Regions from separate parts of the Mus musculus genome. Here regions 1, 3, 4 and 5 are each linked to region 2. A link is a contact called in public promoter capture Hi-C data. All regions are on one chromosome and are shown on one strand. The core of a region is the stretch at or near the end of the contact, and the rest is flanking DNA. Distances in the headings are between cores, read along the strand shown.

The links. Capture Hi-C pulls out chosen DNA fragments and counts their contacts.
Region 1: a promoter capture Hi-C map of liver shows a contact between it and region 2, with 4 times the contacts expected there. The contact joins the promoter of Psmd1 here to the promoter of Dgkd in region 2. A contact is called at or near these places in 2 of 115 datasets of contacts at active chromatin or transcription factors (double positive thymocytes and microglia) and 2 of 9 other capture datasets (adipose tissue and liver).
Region 3: a promoter capture Hi-C map of adipose tissue shows a contact between it and region 2, with 3 times the contacts expected there. The contact joins the promoter of Pde6d here to the promoter of Dgkd in region 2. A contact is called at or near these places in 2 of 39 promoter capture datasets (embryonic stem cells and hippocampal neurons), 2 of 115 datasets of contacts at active chromatin or transcription factors (embryonic forebrain and large pre-B cells) and 2 of 9 other capture datasets (adipose tissue and liver).
Region 4: a contact with region 2 is called in a promoter capture Hi-C map of adipose tissue, with 4 times the contacts expected there. The contact joins the promoter of Nmur1 here to the promoter of Dgkd in region 2. A contact is called at or near these places in 1 of 39 promoter capture datasets (pre-B cells) and 1 of 9 other capture datasets (adipose tissue).
Region 5: a contact with region 2 is called in a promoter capture Hi-C map of adipose tissue, with 3 times the contacts expected there. The contact joins the promoter of Ncl here to the promoter of Dgkd in region 2. A contact is called at or near these places in 1 of 39 promoter capture datasets (pre-B cells), 1 of 484 Hi-C or Micro-C datasets (B cells), 1 of 115 datasets of contacts at active chromatin or transcription factors (large pre-B cells) and 2 of 9 other capture datasets (adipose tissue and liver).

What each region holds. Positions count from the first base shown.
Region 1 is chr1:86,063,344-86,066,043 of GRCm38.p6, forward strand. It overlaps Psmd1 (proteasome (prosome, macropain) 26S subunit, non-ATPase, 1), which reads left to right and starts at 1,276. Exons shown (of 25, transcript NM_027357.2): 1 at 1,276-1,462. The coding sequence starts at 1,447.
Region 2 is chr1:87,851,848-87,854,547 of GRCm38.p6, forward strand. It overlaps Dgkd (diacylglycerol kinase, delta), which reads left to right and starts at 1,440. Exons shown (of 30, transcript NM_177646.3): 1 at 1,440-1,609. The coding sequence starts at 1,454. Gm19582 (predicted gene, 19582) reads right to left here and starts at 2,452. Exons shown (of 2, transcript NR_136921.1): 1 at 2,124-2,452; 2 at 1,500-2,011.
Region 3 is chr1:86,581,384-86,584,083 of GRCm38.p6, forward strand. It overlaps Pde6d (phosphodiesterase 6D, cGMP-specific, rod, delta), which reads right to left and starts at 1,402. Exons shown (of 5, transcript NM_008801.3): 1 at 917-1,402. The coding sequence starts at 966. It overlaps Cops7b (COP9 signalosome subunit 7B), which reads left to right and starts at 1,538. Exons shown (of 8, transcript NM_172974.3): 1 at 1,538-1,713.
Region 4 is chr1:86,386,833-86,389,532 of GRCm38.p6, forward strand. It overlaps Nmur1 (neuromedin U receptor 1), which reads right to left and starts at 1,309. Exons shown (of 2, transcript NM_010341.1): 1 at 481-1,309. The coding sequence starts at 1,309.
Region 5 is chr1:86,358,113-86,360,812 of GRCm38.p6, forward strand. Ncl (nucleolin) reads right to left here and starts at 1,343. Exons shown (of 14, transcript NM_010880.3): 1 at 1,094-1,343; 2 at 1-111. The coding sequence starts at 1,111. C130036L24Rik (RIKEN cDNA C130036L24 gene) reads left to right here and starts at 1,472. Exons shown (of 2, transcript NR_015507.3): 1 at 1,472-1,895.

The DNA of each region.
Region 1 (2,700 bases), core at 26-2,525, 1.8 Mb before region 2:
AAGAGAGCATCAAACCCCCTGGAGCTGGAGTTACAAGTAGTTGTGAGCTACTCGATGTGGGTGCTCAGAATTGTACTTGGGTTCTCTGGAAGCTTAACCACTAAAGGCAACTCTCCGAACTGCCACCAACCCAGCCTTTTTAAGACAGGGTCTCACAATTGACTCCTCCTTCACTAGAATTCACTATGGAGATGAGGCTGGCCTGGAACTCACAGAGATCTGCCTACCATTGCCTCCCAAGGGGTGTACCACCATGTTTGACACCTGGACAGTCTATTTTTGTGTATGTTCATATTTGGGGGGAGGGGGGCCTTCGCTGGATGAGGCTGTACGAAAGACACAGGCATGGAGGCAAGTTTGTGTCAAACATATACACATGTATATGTATATACACATATATACACATATACGCAAGTAGGCCGGAGGTTGACATTGGGTGTCTTCCTCAATTGCTCTCCCACTCTTCCTTCCCTACCCCCACACTCCTCAAGGTCTTACTTTGTAGCTCTGGCTGTCCTGGAACCCACTTGTAGGCCAGGCTGGCCTTAAATCCACAGAGATCTTCCTGCCTTTTCCTCTGCTTCTTGAGTGCTGTGATTAAGGTGTGAACCACAACACCCAGCCACTTTATTTTTTGGAAACAAGAGTCTCTTACTAGACCAGGAGCTCACCAACCGGCTACACAGGCCGGCCAGCAAGCCCCAGATATCCACCTGCCTTCACCTCCCCCAGCACTGGGTTTACACCGGCCACTGGGAATCCTAACTCAACTTCAGGTCTTCATGCTTTTATGGCAACCACTTAAGCGACCAAGTCGCCTTTCCAGCATTATCCCACCACCACCTTCCCCTACTTTGATAGCAGATCTTTTATAGCCCAGGCTGGCCTCGAATTCAAGATCCTTCTGCCTCAGTCGCTTTTCTAAGAAAATACTTCCCTGTAGTCTTGGGTTGGTGGGCATTATTGCAGTGAGACCTCCATAGCCTTAGGTGGCGCTGCGAGCAATGCTTATACCTCCCCTAACACTCATTCTCTTAGCAATGGCGGGTGATGAGTGGGCCTCTCTTTGCAAGGGTGTCTATTTTGAAGCCTGATTGCAACTAGAAATGAATGTCCGTTCGCAGCCGGCCAGATCTCTGACTTCACGGAGAGTTATAAAAAACAACGACATGTTTTTTTACCTTGTTGCATGATCTCGAGAGGCGGAAGCTGCATAAAAGACACAGCGTGGCGGTGAATTTGAGCCAAGCCTCAGGCGGAGATGCGGGCAGCCCTAGGGCGGGCGGGGTCCTCGGCTAGAAGCGAGCCGGCGGCCTGTGGAGGGGACTGACTGAGCAGCGCACCCGGGACCCTGGAGGTGCGGTAGAGCAAGCGGGCCCTGAGCTGACAGATCCAGGGCTTGGCCAGGACTGTGGACGAGTGGATCGGCGAGTGCAGGGCGCAGCCATGATCACTTCAGCCGGTGAGTGCTGCCGGGAGCAGGCGCCCCAGTGAGGAGCCGCCGCCGCGCCGGCGTTTAGCTGAGTCAGGGCGGGTGACTGGGCACCTCCGGGTCGAGCGCCGGCCTGCGAGGCCCCTCTGCCCGAGGCCCACCTCGGGGATCGAGGGCTGGGAAACTGGCCAGGTCACTGCAGGCCCCTGGGGTTCGTAGGAATAGGACCAGGTAGCCACCCGGCCGTCCCTCTCCAGCCACACCCCCGTTCCAGGACCAGACCGGGCTCCTAGGCGGTCGCTGGACCTTTATTCTCTGTCCGCTTCTTGGTCGAGTGACCCCCCAATCCTTCCCCGCAGGTGTTTCGGTTTGGGATGGGCCCCGGTGTCATCGTAAGCATCTTATAGCAGGTCCTGGCCTGGCAGCCTAACTGCTACACTAAGTGCTTCTGGCTTGTGCATGAGATATCTTCTCCTGGAAGTCCGAAATTAGGTTTGAGGTGGCTGGGTTTTTGGTGCTACCGTATTCACCTAAGAACCTCGTTCAGTGAAGGCAGCATTGACTGGAGAGCCACCTTACTGTGTGTGTTTAGATCCTCAGGACTGCAAAGCAGGTTTCGCACACTTGTATGGTAGATACTTGTAATGGCTTTTGAAATGGGAAGGTGTGGAGGGAGATGAACTTCTACATGGAGATTTTTCAAGCCCACTACAGACTTGAACTGCGTATAGCTGTTCCCAGTCTCGATGCTTTCTCAGCCCTGGCTGCTTGCGTACCCTTGCTTGGTTGTTATTCCTATTCTGTACTTGTTCTACAAGTATTTGATTTTGAACAAACGGGTTCTCAGTAGACAGTATGCTGTACGGTGGGGAGGGTCTCACTGTGTAGCTCTAGCTGTCCTCGAACTCACTGTGTAGACCAAGCTGACCTCAAACTCACAGAGATCTCCTGCCCCTGCTTCCTAAATACTAGGATTAAAAATGTGTAGTGTACTACTACACTCTGTGCTGGTTATTTTTAAACACGTGAAGAAGTGTTTGGACTTGAAGTTAGACTTTTGTCCTGATAGAGACAGATGATTGCAATGAATTTTAGTTCCCATCAAAAGAAGCATTTTCTTTTCTTTTTTCCAATTAGCTCTGGAGGAAAATACTAGATTTTTTGCCACTTGTAAGAATAGGCTTAGGCCCCGCCATTACCACTGGTCTTCAAAGTGGTGGCTTCACTGATCATAGTTGTGTGGGTGCTTAATAGAATACTGTTAGGGT
Region 2 (2,700 bases), core at 190-2,689:
TGTAGCCCTGGCTGTCCTGGAACTGAGTCTGTAGATCAGGCTGGCCTTGAACTCAGAGATCTGCTGGCTTTGGCTCCTGAGTGCTGGGATTAAAGGCGTGCACCACCACTGCCCAGCTTGGTTCTTTTTCTTTTTCTTTTTCTCTTTTCTTTTCTTAAATGTCATTCTTTAGCCTAGGCTGGTACTAGTTAATAGGAATTTAAATATAAGTACTTGTATGTAGCCAGTGGCTACAGCATAGGTGGAGTGTGTCCTGGTTCATCCAGGCATCTCAGATCTTTTTCACAAAAGTCATCCTCTGTACTGGTTGGGAGGTCAGTATCCTGGCCTCATCTTTGTGCCAGATTAGGAACCTCCTGTGGTTCCTGGTGGTATCTGACTTGTATTGCCACTAGAATGAGTTGTCCAGTTGTCCAGAGGCCCAAAGCTTGCTGATTGGTGGGTCTCCAGCAGCAGCCTCTGAAAGGGTGAAGGGATAGCCAAGGTGGTCCTCTGCTGACTTGCCTCTTAGAGCAGAGCAGAGCAGGAAGGTAGCACATTGTCCTGGTTGGCCCCAAGTCCTTTTCCATCTCAATATGCCCAAACAAAACAAAACAACAAAAAAACAAAACTCCAAACGGAAGCCACTCCTTTTCTAACTGCATAGGGTCCTCCTTTGGCTCAGAGTTCATTCTGCTATGTCTCTCTAGTACCCCATCCCTCCCTTCTGAATCTCAGTTCCCTTCTCTATCTCTCAGCCCCAGCCAGTAATTCAGAGTGCCTATTTGCCTTAATACTTCATAGATCCTCCGCTTTGTGACCCAGCCAGGCTCAGCTTATCTACCTCTTTACTCCCCCAACTCCAACCGGGTTTCTTGCTGCCCTCAGGTCTCAGCAGAAAAGGCCAATCCCGTATCTGGTCCTCAGAGCCTCGATCCCAAAGCTCTCCAGTTCCTGTCCTAGTCCCATTTTCCTCCCTCTAAGCCCCTCTAAATCCCTTCCTTCCTTTCTTTTTTCTTTTTGCCTCTGGGCCTTTGCACAGATCTAGCCTCTGCCTACAACACGGTTCCCCGGTTCTCCATCTTTCCTTAACAGTGGCCTTAACAGAAGTTCTCCCTCTGGGTGTACTTTCACGCACTCTGTAAACTGTTTCACCAACATAGTCCAGCGGCCTCCTAGAGATCACTTACACTCGGGTATGAGTGATAAAACAGTGTACTCAGAGACAAAAACTAGAAATTGTGTTCCAAGAAGAAAACGACAGAAGACATCAGAAGGAAAGAGATGGGTCAGGCCGAAACAACCCAGCAAGGGCCCGGCAAGCCTACGTCTGCGCCCACTGCCTATGGGGGCGCGGTGGGGTGGGGCGGCCGGCCTCTAGGCCCCGCCCCGCCCAGGCTCCGCCCCAGGCGCTGGGCCCATCCCATCCCCGCCCCGCCCCGCCCCCCCGCGGCGCGCGCGCTGGCCGGGCAGCATGGCGGCGGCGGCGGGCGCCCCTCCGCCGGGTCCTCCTCAGCCACCTCCGCCGCCGCCGCCTGAGGAGTCGTCCGACAGTGAACCCGAGGCTGAGCCGGGCTCCCCGCAGAAGCTTATCCGTAAGGTGTCCACGTCGGGCCAGATCCGGCAGAAGGTGAGCCCGCGGCGTCGGCCGGGCGCGCGCCCCTCACGCCGCGGTCCCTGCCGAGGCCCGTGACCGTGTGCGAGCGGCCGCCCAGGCCCTGCCGGGCCCGAGGTCCTGCGGTCGCTGCTACGGGGCCGAGCGCGCCGCGGCTTAACGGACCGCGGGGACCGGGCCGCGAGGACGGGGCCGCGGGGACCGGTCTGCGGGGACTGGGCGCAGGTGGGCGCCGCCGCTGAGGAGACCGAGGCCCGGCGTGCTGCTGGGGCCGCTGCGGGGACCGCTGCGGGGGCCGCAGGCGCGTGCTCCCCGAGGCCTGGGGGGTCTGTAGGTCTGAGCACCGGGTGCAGCTTCCCGTACTCACCTGCGTCAGGCTCTCCCTCCACTGCTCAGCCCGCTGCGGGGTCCTCACCCCTATGTTCCGAAAGGGAAGGGATGCGCGTGTAGTGGCCGCTTCTCCCTCTCTCCCTCCCTCTCTTCCTCCCTTTCACCCTCCTCCCTCCTTGGGAAAGCCGGGACTCCTCACCCGCTGGGCTCAGAACTCTCTCCGTGGAGAACTCCAGCCGCTCGGGTTGCAGTGCAGAGAGACACATGCCTTTTTGTTGTCTTTCCCTAAGAATAAAGTTGCACCCTTTGCTTTTCCTTTCTGGTTCCTCTTGAAAACTGCGTATGGTTTCTTGCCGAGGTGAGCCCTCCTTGTTGGAAGGGCTTCCTCAGGCAGGTGGCTGGACAGGTGGTGGCTAGCAGGTTGCCACCGTGGGGCAGCCTTGGCAGTTCCGGCTGGCACGGGCTTGCTCATCCTGCTGCAGTGCGCTTTTCCTCCGAGGCCAGTTAGTTACCCTTTACTGGAAAAACCATTTCTTGCTTGATCATCTGCCACCCTCTGTTACTTGCCGGGGTTGGGGATTGGGGTGCCATTTAGGTGCTGACGTGGTCCATTTGTTATGTGGTACCCAAGTCATTCAGCACACGGGACCTAACACCTGTGTTATTCTAGCTATAACAATTACAGCCCCAGGAACAAGTTTAAGGAGCCTTGATACTAATGGAAATGCCCTTTCCTAGTGCTTGGTCCTTAAGATAGGTAGTGGTGTGAGGCAGAT
Region 3 (2,700 bases), core at 152-2,651, 1.3 Mb before region 2:
GGCTGGTCTTGAACTCTATGAAACTCTGAGGATGACCTGAATTCTGGATCCCCCTGCTTCCATCTCCCAAGTACTGGGATCACAGGCATTCAACACCAAGTCCACCGAAACAACGAATTCTGATATCATATGGTGTCCTCAACACAATCAAGTAATTGTGAACAGCTTCACCATAATAAAGCGTTAACCTCAGCAATGCCAAAGATAATTTTGCCGGGAGTCGGTTCAAAACCAAAGTACCTCATGCATCTCACACACCTCCTATTTCTCATCTCGCTGGAAAGAGAACTTGAGATGTTAATGCTCCAAAGGCCAACAAAGTGTTAAGATGGGGTCCGTCTTTAATTTCTCTTTCCCCACCTCTCCACTACTCCAGCCCTATAAGAAGCCACAAGTGAGGAAGAAAAGTTGTGAAAACAAGACGGATGTGTGTGTGGTGGGGTGGGATGGGGTACATTATCCCCCACATACAAGGTCACTTGCTTGGAGTCACTTTCTCCTGCTCCCACCCTGGGCTTCCCGCCAAAGTCGCTCCTAGGCAGGCTAGGAGGCCAGCTTGCTGCACTCCCTCAGCCTCTGCGTGGGGACTGCAGCCCCCTTCTGGCCTCCCGGCCTTCAGGACCCTAATTTCAAATGGGAACTCTTCTCGCAGTAGCCAGGTCCCGGGGCTCCTCCACCTCCATCCTCCCCCCCGCCCCCCCCCCCCCCCAGGCTCCATCAACGTCCCCTTTCTCCCTCAGGGTGCCCCTGTGCCTGCCTCCCGTTCGCGGTCCCTCCCGGGGGCCCGGCACACAGTTCCTTTCCTGCCCCTTCTCGTAGCCCTTCTTCCCCGGTGCCCACCTGACGCCCCTGCCAAAGCCTGGCTCCTTAGAGCCACGGCCTCCTCCCAGCCCCGCCCCTGCTCCCGGGCGGATACAGTTTGAAGCCTCTCAGGATATCCCTGGCCCGCTCGTCCTTGGCTGACATGATGCGGCGCCTGCCGCCCGCGGCCCTCCCACGCTGGCTCCGCGGGGCCTCGCAGACGGTACCCAGGAACCGAGGACAGCCGCAGCCCGGCCGGACACCTCAGGTGAACAGCGGTGGCGGCCAGACCCGAACCGGCCTCTCCCTCCCCTCAGCTCCCGCTCCTGATCCCTTCTCCTTCCCTCTAGTCGTGGAGCTCCCGCCTTGAAACCAATGACAAGCCAGCCTTGGCGATTGGCATCTTGAGTAGCCAATAGCAACGCTCAGCGGCTTCGCTCGGGGACGGAGAGCGTCAGTGGGAAAGGCCCTCTTGGAGAGTCCCGGAGGACAGAATTTTCTTTCGTGTTGTTGCCTAGAGTTTGTCCCAGAGGAGCGATGGCTTGAAATCTTCAGAGGCGTTTGAGATGCCTGCTCTTGTTGCCGGGCACACTAGTGGTCTGAGACTATGGCAGGCTGCACTGTACAAGGTGGCAGAAACTACATTTCCCAGCATCCCAGAGAGCACAGGCGATCCCAGCGCACCATTAGAGGCCAGGGACTACAAGTCCCAGCATACTATGCGCTCCATCTTTTTAACTTGGGTTCCAGTGTGCCGAGCAGTGTGCACATATTTGAAATCCTCCTATGGGGTTGGTTTCTGAATCCTGTTACTTGAAACCCAGCAGGAAGGTCTTCTTTTACCCCGGAGACGTGACAACCCACCGACAGTTAACTTCTGTTTACATGGAACTCAGGAGTCTGCAAACCATGGTAAGACTGCAAACCACCAACAAAACCACATATTAAGCCACGAGAGATAACAGAACAAAATGACCTCCTCAAATAGTGTTAGTTTATTAGTCTGGAGTTCATTTTTACTTGTTTTGCAGGGTTTATGTTATATTTCTGCTTTGGACTGGGTGAGCTAAAGATTGTTTATACTCAATGTTAGTACAGGAAGACTTAAAAGATTTTGCCAATCCAATCTCTTTATCTTTTGTTTTTAAATATGAGGAAATAGAGACCCGGTGAGGCAGAGACTGGCCAGAGAGCACAGCAAATTGACACAGTTAAAATCTGGCTTTACATCTACTGACCTGTCATCTAGTATCTACACTACACTAGGGAGGTAATATTTTTAGAAGCATGGCAATGTGATTGTTTTTCTCCTTAATGAACAGTTTCTGAACTAGTGTTGAAACACCCAGAAAATAGGAAAGCATTTATTTCATGGATTTCCTGAAAGGAGCTGGTGTGACAGTCCTTTATCCTCAGACTAGATAGGTCTTGCTATTTTTATTTGCTTTTTTGACATTCAAGTTGACATTTAATGATTGTTTTTCCCCCAGAAAGTAGATAAAGTTGGTTTAACCCTCTGTTTCCTTGGAGACGCCTGTGTCCTTCCTCTGGCCTTCTTTCCTGTTCTTGTTCCCACTCCACCCATTTGATCACCCACCCATTTTGTTTGTTTTTCTTCCAAGTAACTCAACAAACCTTGTTTTGGTTTTTGGTTTTGGTTGGGTACTGAATTAAGTAAAAGATAGGCCACTGTTATTCAGAAGATACATAACTGATTAGGGAGATAAGGAGATTCAAGATGGAGTTGACAAGTGGCATAAAAGAAAAGATATCAGAATGCCACAGAGGATTACTTGTTGGCCTTTTAGTCAAGATCAAGTGGAGAATGCCTTAGAGGTTCTGGTGACGTGCCTTTAACAGCTGGCAAAACTTCATGGTGGAAATGACATTTGAACTTAA
Region 4 (2,700 bases), core at 59-2,558, 1.5 Mb before region 2:
AATCCCAGTACTTTGGAGGTAGAGGCAGGTGAATCTCTGGTCTACACAGCAAGTTCTAGAACAGCCAGAGCTACACAAAGAAACTCCTTCTCTCTTTTTTTCCCTCTTCCCTTTTCTGTCTTTCTCTGGCCTCGCTCCCTCCACCCCAAGCCCCACTTGCTCTGGTCCCTGCTAAGTCTGGCCCATAGGTTTTTTTTGTTTTATTATTATTATTATTATTATTATTATTATTATTATTATTATTATTATTAGTTTCTCATTACGGATGGTTGTGAGTCACCATGTGGTTGCTGGGATTTGAACTCATGACCTCCAGGAGAGTGGTCAGTGCTCTTACCTGCTGAGCCATCTCACCAGCCCTGAAACCCTTTCTCAAAACAATAACAACAACAAGCAAGCAAGCAAGCAAACAATACCCTGGAAGCTCAATTCCTTCCCCAGACTGGAGGAAGCTCAGCTTTCTCCTCAACAATGACTTACACAGCATCTTGGTCACCTGTCTCCGTCCCCTATCTTGCAGCTGAATCCTTCTGTGGGAGGTCTCCTGGGTTGCTGCGGTTTTCCTGCCCTTGACCTCCACTTGGAGCAACATCCTCTCCCTCCGCAGCCGCAGCCCAATGAGCAGATACAGCACACTGATGGTGACCATGGGCAGACAGAAGAAGAGCAGTGCGGTAGTCAGTACCACCAACTTGTAGAAGTCCATGGGACCCACCAGCGAACATATAGCTGAGTCGGGCACCGGCCCCCGGCAGGGCACAGTTAGTTGACTGAGGCCATGCAGGCTGGTGTTGGGCAGAGAGAAGAGAGTAGCGAGGACCCAGATGGCCCCCACCATGCGGCGCACATGGGCCCGTGTCATCACAGACTTGGCTTGGAGTGGGCGCACCACGGCCACATAACGCTCCACACTCAGGGCTGTGACATTGAGCACTGAAGCTAGGCAGACGGTCTCTAAGAGCAGTATTCGGAAGTAGCAGGCACTCGCACCCAGCTGGAACGGGTAATTTTGCTGCATCTCATAAAGCTCCAGAGGCAAGCCCACCAGGAGCACCAGCATATCGGACACAGCGAGGCTGAAGAGGTAGAAGTTGGTGGGCGTGCGCATAGTCTTGTTGCGCAGGATGACGGTGCAGGTCAGCCCGTTGCCCAGAGTGCCCACCACGAAGATCAGCAGGTACGTGACACAGATGGGGACAAACTGTTTCATCTGCTGTGGCCCCAAATACTTCAGCCTCAGGGCCTCATCGGTAAGGTTCAGATCCTCAGGTTGATAGGGCCACTTGAACTCACTGATATTGCAGACCAGGGGGCTCCTTGAAGCATTTGGGGAGAGCGCTCCAGGAAAGATGGAACAATTGAGGCAGGGAGGAGTCTGTAGGATAGAAGGGGGAGATACCCAGAAGTCATTTAGGTAATCCCAGCTCTGTCCTAAGTTATCACACTGTAGAGGACTGATTAGTCACATGCCACTGGGAAAGAAAGCATCTGCCACCCACTAAAGTGCATTTCAACTACAGAGTATCCGGAGTGCAAACCTTGAAAATAATAAAATTGGCCGGGCAGTGGTAGTGCGCAGCTTTAATCCCAACGCGAAGGAAGCTGAGGCAGGCAGGTCTCATGTGAGTTTGAGGCTAGCCTGGGCTACAGAGCAAGTTCCAGGACAGTTAGAACTACAGAGAGAGACACTGTCTAAAAAACAAACAAAAACAAACAACAAAAAACCAATCAACAACAACAACAACAAAGAGTTATCCTCTATCCTCTACACACATACATGCAAACAGTATATATGCACAAGTACACACACACACACAAATGAAATACTTTTTAAATGATAAGATTGGCCCTTTACAATCTACTGGAATCTTTGAAGAAATGCCAGGTTTTTCCAAGAACGCTTGGCTATCTCCTTTGGCTGTCTCCCTTTTAAGACAGACTTCAGGAGAGCCACTTGATGTGGACCTCAGAAAAGTGGGTGCAACTGCAGTATTGCTTGGTCTTTAAAGAGCCGGGGCTCCTAAAGCAACTGCCAGGGCAGACCTGACCTCCCCAACTCCAGGTGCAAGATCCCGGTATTTAATCCACAAAAAGCATCGACACATGGCAGACCTGACATACAGAACGCTGTGTGTGACCTTGGTGTGAAGAGAAAGCCACCGTAGGGGTTAAGTGAAGGAGTGAAAAAGCTAAAAAACTGTACTTTGACCCAAATTTGATTCTGTTTTCTGTCACCTGAATCACTCCCAGTCTAAATATTTTATATTCTTTGCACCTACTAGACCTGGAGTTCTCACTCTCGGAACTCTCACGGAGAGGAGCTGGGGATGGGCAGGTGACAGCCCAGGTTCAAGAGAGCAGCGCTGAGACGACAGTCATCAGAAAAATGACAGAAATAAACTGACTAACTGAGAGGTCTCTCCCACAACCCCCAAATGTCTCACAGAGTTTTTCCACCCATCTCACTCTGAGAGCCGCTCCTGTCAGGGCCCGTATCCCGCTCACCTACCATGCCTTCTGCCCAGGAGGTCCTGTGCGCCCTGGCTCCCACTGACAGATAGATGCTGAGCTGAAGGCGACCTGACAGAGGCTGCCCTCCCCGCCTTCCTGGTTGCTTCGCCTGTTGTTCACAAAATCGCCACTAGAGGGCAACGCTGACCCCGGAGCTTGGAGTACTTAGGACCACTCCCAAAGGACTCT
Region 5 (2,700 bases), core at 93-2,592, 1.5 Mb before region 2:
TTCTCCACTGCTGTCATCTTCATCTTCTGACATTTCTTCATCTTCACTATCCTCTTCCACCTCCTTTGGAGGAGGAGCCATTTTCTTGGCCTCACCGTGGGTTTTGCCAGCCTACAAACGCACACAAAAATTGCACGCATTTTCAGTCACTTTGCCTTTGGCCACCACCTTTTTCTTACTAAAGGACACAAGCATAAAGACTTCTTCTTGGCCAGGCATGGCATTCTCCTGGCAGTTTTTTCTGCGAACCGCGCATAATTTTTTTTTCCTTCTCACAGATAACTGAGCAGACAGAACTCTACACCAAGAAACAGCCACAGGTTATAAAGTCTCCTAGTCGTGGCCATCTATTTTCTGGCATCTTCCACAAAAAAAAAAAAAAAAAAAAAAAAAAAACCCAGTTAAAGGGATCCCTTTAAGTTATTTGCTGGGGAAGGGGGTATCTCGAAATCACCTCTTAAAGCAGCACCACGTAACCCAACTGCTTCCCACTTTCTCTCGCTTCCAGCCCCACCACGTGGAGTCACCACGCCGCCACCTCAGGGGTCCACCACGTGTCCATCCCGGTCACCGGCAGAGACAGCAGATCGCCGGGCCACCCATCCATCCCCACGCTGCCGTCCCCCTTTCCGGGGTACTACAGACACTCCCCCACTGCCCCGGGTCGCGCGACACGTGCGGGGCTCCGCAGAGCACGTGGCGGGCCGCGCACCAGAGCACGTGCGCGGGGAGGCGGGGCCCCGGGACCGCTCGCCGCCTAAGGTTGGCCCTCTCTTCCCACGCCGTGCCCCTATCCGCTCTCAGCTCCTCCGATCTCTCCTCACACCGTCCCCTCCCGCCCGCTACATCCGAACCCTCGATATCGCCCTCCCGGAAACCTGCCTCCGCTCTTCTCATCCCCCTAAGTCAGAGGGCAAGCACCGCGAGACCTCCCGCTAGTCGCGCGAGACTTTCCCCCCCAGCATGGCGCCCTCGAACGCGCCCGGGATTGCGCGCAAGCCCTCCTCCCCTCCGCGACGGACGGGCGGGCGCGCGCGCGTCCCTCCGAAAGCAGGGGCCTAGTCGTCCGCGTCGGCGCGCCAAGGCCTCTTACCTTTGCGAGCTTCACCATGGTGGCGGATTACGGCGGCGGCGCGTGTGGAGAGCGAGCAGCTCGGAAGAGCTCAGCGGAAGCCACACGAAAGCGACTGCAGTAGCGGGTACCGACGACTCTGGAGCACGTACAACCGCCTGCCAGCTACAGCTAGCGTCTGAGGCAAAAGACTGAGCCTGCCCAGTAATCGCCTCTGGAAAGGCGACGAAGGGGGTCCTCGTGACTTCGGCTCCACCAACCAGAGCTCGCGTCCGTCCCCGGAGCCAACCGCGAGCCTTAACGCGGGGCAGCGTGAGGCGGGCCTAAGGCTTGACGAGGGCGGGGCTCTTAGGGGCGGGGCCTGACGTCTGCTCCTGAGGGCGGGACTCGTTTGGGCCCAGGCGGACGTTGACTGGTCAGTGTGCGGGTCCTTTGAATGCTCCTGAGCGCCGGGCTCTCCCCACGCCTGCGCAGTGGGACGGGCGAGTTTGGCGCGGCTTGTGTGTGAGGCGCGGGTAGGTGGCGGCGTGGCCCGGATTCCCTCAGGTGTTCCGAGGCAGCATGGGCGGCGATGCTCAGGTGGTCTGGGCGTTTCTCGGTGCTTTCCCCCGCGCCGCGTGGTCCTGCTGAAGAACGCCGGAAGGCCTAGGGTTCCCTCGGGCTGATGAGCGGGCCTCGGCCTGTTCTCCGCGGAGTCGCGAACGGCTTCTTGGCTATGATGCGAGTCCCCGCTTTCCTGAGAGCTCCTAATAAAAGCAGTTGTGCGTGTGTGTGTGTACGAGCAGTGCACAAGCGATCCATGTAATGTCGGTGACCTCTCGCGGTAGGTATAACTCCAGGTTCAGAGAGGTGACTTCCTGGTGTGGTGGGGAGAAGTACTCGGCCCGCCTGTGACCACGCTCACAGGTTCCCTCCATGGCGGGGGGAACGAGAGAGTTGTCTGGCGTTGCTTTAAATGGATTGCAACCAACTGGTTCCAAGCATAGCACACAGGCGCCCTTCATCAGCTAACAACATCCACTAGAAATGACCTGTGGAGTTTTCGTCCGGAGTTGAGATAGGACTTTATTCTTTACTGTCCTAGAGCACACATGTAGACCATGTTAGCCTCGACCTGTATCGGCACGCCTGGCCCGACCTAGGAGATGTTATTTTATGAGACAGGTTTTCTCTGTGTATTCCTGGCTGCCCTGGGACTCACGCTGTAGTCCAGGCTGGCCTTGAACTCAGAGATCCCCCTGCCTCCCTAGTGCTGTGATTAAAGTCATATGCCATCATACCTGACTTCAACCTCGGGAGATTTTAATGCGAGTGGGATGTGTTGAGTCCCCAAGTTTTTTTATCTGAACTCGGGCCTTTGGAGATAAGTAGAAATAGTCACTGTGTGATGCTTACTTACTACGGCCTTCCCAACGCGGTGGAGGGCAGCCACAGCTACACACCAGTGCGCTCTTGTCAGGGCAGGAGATGGCGAACCCGAGTTGTGGTGTGGGGGCATTGTCTTTATAGCGAGACCGGTCACACCTTGTACTGTATATTATGGAACCAAGGGAGACTCTTGGGTAGAGAGGTAGGAAGGGTGGTGTGAGGAAGACTCTAGATATTTCCAAGCAGAGCAAGCTAAAGGC